Regions from separate parts of the Mus musculus genome. Here region 1 is linked to region 2. The links are chromatin contacts, called in public Hi-C maps. All regions are on one chromosome and are shown on one strand. Each heading gives the region's core, a stretch centred on a gene start, on an enhancer-like site or on the middle of the called end of the contact. The rest is flanking DNA. Distances are from core to core; before and after follow the strand shown. Region 1 has its middle 48 kb from the start of Gm29999. Region 2 has its middle 50 kb from the start of Map9.

Region 1 (2,700 bases), core at 81-2,580, 310 kb after region 2:
ATACAGACAGTCAACAACGTGTGGTCCCCCTCTTCAATTACTTTGCCCTGTAGCATCAGAAGCCTATGCCACACATGAATTATGACTAGACAACAAAGAAGATTATCCCCTGAGTTGGGGTAGTGTAGAGGTACCTTAAGGTATTCTGAAGATGATATGTGTGCCCTCTGTGAAAGGGGTGTGCCAACTGGTCCAGGAAATAGGGAAAAGGGAAAGGATGCTCGTACTGGGAAAAACTACCTGACAAAATATGAAGAGTAGTTGAATATAATATTGTAAAACCAAGTACCCAGTGGGCATGGCACATTGTGAAGGGCATGTGAAATTTATTCAAAGGCTGAGAGAGAGTCAATAAAACATTTAAACTAATGTGGGATTTAGACAAATGCATGGATTACAATAAAGCATGATTATGGAAAGCTACTGCTATATGGAGAATAAATAGATGGACAGAGAAAAGAATGGAAAGAGTCAACATATTTAAGATAGGTTAAATGAGTAGAGTAGGTAGGATTTGCTGGTTACAAAATATAGTACCCGAGATGAGGGAGAACTCTAAAGTTCTTTAGATTCTTGATATGTGCTCAACCACTTGACAGAAAAGACCAAAATCCAATCTAGGCTTAAGTCTGTGCACTTACCTGTTTTTTATAGCCCTGCAGTTCAAGACATTTGTGTTCTACTTTTGTTTTTCAATCCCTTTTGTCATATTGATTGCCTCGGGAAATTGATTTGAACTTTAGATGCACTATGTTCTCAAGTATTGCAAAAGAGTCAATTAGATTACTTTGGGATGAATTGCATTTTCTCCCTAATTTATTACATGTTTCCATTTAATTCAAAAATTGGAGAGCTTTATGTCTCTGGCATCAATAGCAGCCTAATCTTGCAATTTGAGTTTCTCTTGTTAAAAATGAAGCAACCTTGACTCCTGGCTCACAGTTAAAACCTCAGAGAATTTTTAACTGATGTCTAAAGCACATGGATTATGAGGTCAATTCTCCAAAAGTGCGATTAAAAGTTTTCATGTATTGTTAGTATTTCAAACAGCTTCCCTCCTTACGAATCTATTTCTTACCTGCATTGAATCTCTTCGCATCCCAGGCTCCTGTATATGCAACAGTAATTTAGTCAATAGAATAGCACCCATCCCCAACATACTCCAACATAACAGAAGGGGAATTCTTTTAATTCCTGAGAGATAGAAAGAAAGGTCTTTTGGAAATCTTGTGCATCTAATGAGCTTGCTACTTGTCTAGTAAAGAATTCAAGGAGATAAGTTCAAGAGGAACCTACTCTGTAAGTGAAGGATCTGGAGGAAGTTAGTGCCACACTATTGTGGAACAGAAGAAGCACTCTGCACAGGGCACACTCAGGCAGAGCAAGTGGGAACTATGTGGGAGACGGCACCGTAGCAAATATCCAGGGATAAAAATAATCTTCATTTTGAACTTTCCAGGACTCCTCAAACTAATCCAACCACTTTGTAGCTGCTAATTTTTTTAAGTGGTAGAGTACAGCAATGACTCATGGAGGTCAATTTTGTTCAGCCCTGGGCTGTTTGCCTAGAAGCCCAAATGTTAAGCTCTTTATGCCAGAAACCTTTAATTGCATCAAATTCTGGAAAGTGGTTTCTGCAACTCTGTTTTCTGGATCTTGTAAAAACCATTATCTTTGACTATAAGCCAAAAATCTCACAATTACATTATTTTTCCAAATTAGTTTTAAATTTATAGATATTAGCAATAAACATTTTAAATCTTATATAGTAAATCGAATAAGTACAATACTAAGAAATAGCAATACATGACATGTTTTATTAACTATATCATAGAATATTATGTGCACAAGTATGAGTTGCAAGTGGCATCTGGACATGTGTTCTTCACTTTGGATTTTGTAATTATATCAAAACTCTTTAAGTGCTAAGAGAAAGGTGAAGTGAACTGAAATTCCAAATTTAGAAGAATAATACAATAAGCCTGCTTTATGCCACTATCATTCAAATGAATATAACTCATATTTACTATTCACTGATACTCAATGTTAGCAGAAAGTGTCTCAAGATGGCCTAGTCGATCATCAATGGGAGGAGAGGCCCTTGGTCCTATGAAGGATCTATGTTCCACTATAGGGGAATGCCAGGGCAAGAAGTGGGAGTGGGTGGGTTGGTGAGCAGGGGGAGGGGAGAGGGAATAGGGGGTTTTCATAGGGGAAACCAGGAAAAGGGATAGCAATTGAAATGTAAATAAAGAAAGTATCTAATTAAAAAAGAAAGAAACAAAAGAAAAGAGAAAAAAAGAAAGTGTCTCAAACAGACTCTTCCCTCTCATAAAGCCCATTGGTGTCACAACAGCATCAGGCAAGCAGTACTGAGCAGTCACACATGAATAAGGGGATTAGTGAGGAGCCTGGTCCATAATAATCAGTAAAGCACATTCCCCTGCCTTCCTCCCTCTTTTTCTCTTTCTTTCCTTCTCTCTCCCTCCCTCTCTCTATACCTCCCTCCTTCCTTCTCTCCTTCCCTTCCTCCCTCAAAGACAGACTCAGGTAAGTAAATGAAGCAGAAAAGAAAGGCAACCATAAGAAACAACCTGTTCTAAGGTCCCTTCTTGTTCTTAGTAAGACTGAGATTACCCCAACCAATTAGGGACATTATATTGTCGGTCATGGAGAAGGGGTATTTGGTAAAAAAAAAAA
Region 2 (2,895 bases), core at 189-2,688:
TCACTATGTCATAGGCTGACAATCCAATGGAGAAAACTTTTCTTATTTCTACCTTTTTTTCCCTCCATTTTAGAACTGGTAGTGGTTGTTTATACTTATTATTTCCATTTTGAATGATCTAAGTCAATCCTGACTAATTTATTTTTGGAAACATATTTAGAAAAAACTATCCAATATAGCAAAGCTGGCAGAATTTTAGCCTGATTCCCTGAGCTGCCTTTTCTGCTGTAAAGTAGTACATATGTGTATGAGTTTTTCTGGCACGTTATCTCACCACCCACGGAGACTGGCATCTGTGAACTGCTTGCCGAGCCCAGCATCTCTGCACTTCTCTGCCATCTCCACAGCACTTCTGCCATCTGACAGTTTACATTTTCTCTCTGAAAGGAAAATTGCCTATTACTATAGAGAGCCACACAGTCTTGGGTAAGGATCTCACTGTTGACAGATGCACCTTGTTATAGCAAGCTGCTTTAGTGCTAAAGGTTCTAACCTCCAAGTATACTGCTCCTAGGGAAATGAAAGCATCTCAGCAGATTATGTAGACTCTGCAGTGGCAAGAAATCAGATGGCACAGAGAGTGCTCTGTCTGCGTATGTCAATGTGACTGTGGGAGATTTTTCTCCTGAATTATTGCTTGGGCCCAGATGTCTCCCCTTGTCATCAGAATACAATTTTATATTTCTAAACAAATTTGTTTTTGTACTGCAGAGCTTCCCCTCTCCTTCAAATCTAGCCCCTAACCATCACCCCCAGCTTTGGGGTAGCCCCCTGCTATGGCCTCTCCTCACTCTCTGTTCCCATTTCTAGGAAACTGAGCAGATCATGATGGAAATCCTGCTTTTTATCTCACCTGTGGACCTCCCCCAACCCAGAACGGCACCTCCCTGCCCATTCTTATTTCTCAATGTTAACTTGAATATTTAGAAACATGGTTTTATTTTTCTATCTCATTACATTTTTATTTCCTTTGATTTTTTTTCTGTAAGAAAAGAAAAGGGGGTGAGGCAGTGCATTAAAATACACTTTCAAATAGAGAGAAGAAAAAGGAGACTTAGCTGGATCTGACATGCTCAGAACATATGAATCCAGACCCAATTAAAAAGGACGTCAACATTACTTACAAGAAGGATTAGATGAGAAAAGGCAAAGTGAGATGCTTAAAGGTATTTTAGAAACATGTTTTAACCAGAAGCCCCAGCAGACACACTTGTCAGGATCCCAGAGGAATTACCTGCCAGGTAACACATAGCCACCACAGCCTTTTAAGAACCAGAGAGGGCAATAAAAATCAAGAATAAAAACCCCACCTACCCAAGAAAGTCAAGACTATATATTAGCACCTAGAATTACCATCTTCCCAAGGCCAGACACTGAGACACCAGCATAAGAACTCAACTATTAACAGTCAGGATATTAAGTCTCCACTAGAGGACACAATCTTCCCGCAGCAGGCCCTGAGAGCTGCAACCTAACTGAATAACAAGACAAATATGTTAAAACAGCCCTTTATGAATGTGGCTGAGGTCCTTAAAGAGGAAATGAATAAGTCCTTCTAAGCAAACACAGTCGAAGGAAATGAACAGAACAGTTCAAAACCTGAAAGTAGAAGTAGAGTCAATAAAGAAAACCCAAACTTTTGGAAATATGGACATGCAAATTTTAGGAACTCGAATAAGAGTTGGCTATCCTTAACAACAGAAAACAAGAGATGCAAGTGAGAATCTCAGACATTGAAGGTACAGTAGGAGAAATGGAGAACTCAGTCAGGGAAGTTGTTAAATCTAAAAATCCTGTCAAAAACCATTTTGAATACATAGGACTCTGGTGGGGTGGGGGGTAAATCTAAGAATAATAGGTATATACAAAGGAGAAAAAACACAGATCGAAGGCACACAAAAAAAAAATCTTCAACAAAATTATAGAATAAAATATCCCTAATCTAAAAAGGAAATACCTATCAAGATACAGGAAGCATATAGAATACCAAATGAACTGGACCAGAAAAGAACATCTCCTCGGTACCTAATAATCAAGGCCCTAAATGTACAGGAAAAAGGAAAGAATATTAAAAGATAATAGGTTATAAAGAACAAATATCATATGAAGGTAGACCTATTAAATTAACACCTAACTTCTCTAAAAGAATTCTAAAAGCCAAAAGGATCTAGATATATGTTCTACAAACTCTAGTAGACCATAATGCCAGATCAGATTACTATGCCCAACAAAACTGTTAATCATAATTGATGGAGGAAGAAAGAAATTCATCAGTAAAACCAAACTTAAGCAATAGCAACATATAAATCCAGCTTTAAAGATGAAGATACGAAGAAAACTCCAACCTGAAGAGGCTGGCCCCACCCAAGAAAACTCAAGGAATCACTTATTCCAGCAAATCAAGAGTGGAAACACACGCACACACACACTACAACAACAACTGCTGCTGCTGCTGCTGCTGCTACTACTACTACTACTGCTACTACTACAAGAAAACAGGAATCACCAAAGACTACTAATTTGTATCTCTCAATATTGTTGGTTTTAATTCCTCATAAAATGACACAGACTAACAGAATGGATGAAAAACTAGGATCCATCCTTCTGCTGCAACCAAGAAACACACCTTATTTAGCACCAAGGATAGACATCACATCAAACATGAAATGAGATATTCCAAGCAAATATCTGGTGTAGCTATTTAAATATCTGACCAAATAGACTTCAAACAAAAAGTAGTCAGAAGATATAGGGAAGAATACTACATACTTATCAAAGGAAAAAAAATCCACAAAGAAAACAACATCAATTCTTATCATCTATACCTCAGATAAAATGGTACTCAAATTCATAGAATAAATACTACTATAACTTAAATCACATATTGACCTTCAT

The links. A called contact is a pair of places that touch in the nucleus more often than the background predicts.
Region 1: a contact with region 2 is called in a Hi-C map of the N1E-115 cell line, with 7 times the contacts expected there. The contact joins two enhancer-like sites. A contact is called at or near these places in 1 of 39 promoter capture datasets (hippocampal neurons), 13 of 484 Hi-C or Micro-C datasets (the N1E-115 cell line, the Patski cell line, adipose-derived mesenchymal stem cells and 5 more), 1 of 115 datasets of contacts at active chromatin or transcription factors (embryonic fibroblasts) and 1 of 9 other capture datasets (embryonic stem cells).

Annotation. Positions count from the first base shown.
Region 1 is chr3:82,711,816-82,714,515 of GRCm38.p6, forward strand. No RefSeq gene overlaps it. Among named protein-coding and RNA genes, the nearest start is that of Gm29999, 48 kb to the left of the region's middle. Within about 2 kb of position 1,331, at least 1 of the 459 cell types and tissues checked has an H3K27ac peak or open chromatin away from gene starts, as enhancers often do. A contact at or near this core is called in the N1E-115 cell line, where this site is marked.
Region 2 is chr3:82,406,178-82,409,072 of GRCm38.p6, forward strand. No RefSeq gene overlaps it. Among named protein-coding and RNA genes, the nearest start is that of Map9, 50 kb to the left of the region's middle. Within about 2 kb of position 1,439, at least 26 of the 459 cell types and tissues checked have an H3K27ac peak or open chromatin away from gene starts, as enhancers often do. A contact at or near this core is called in the N1E-115 cell line, where this site is marked.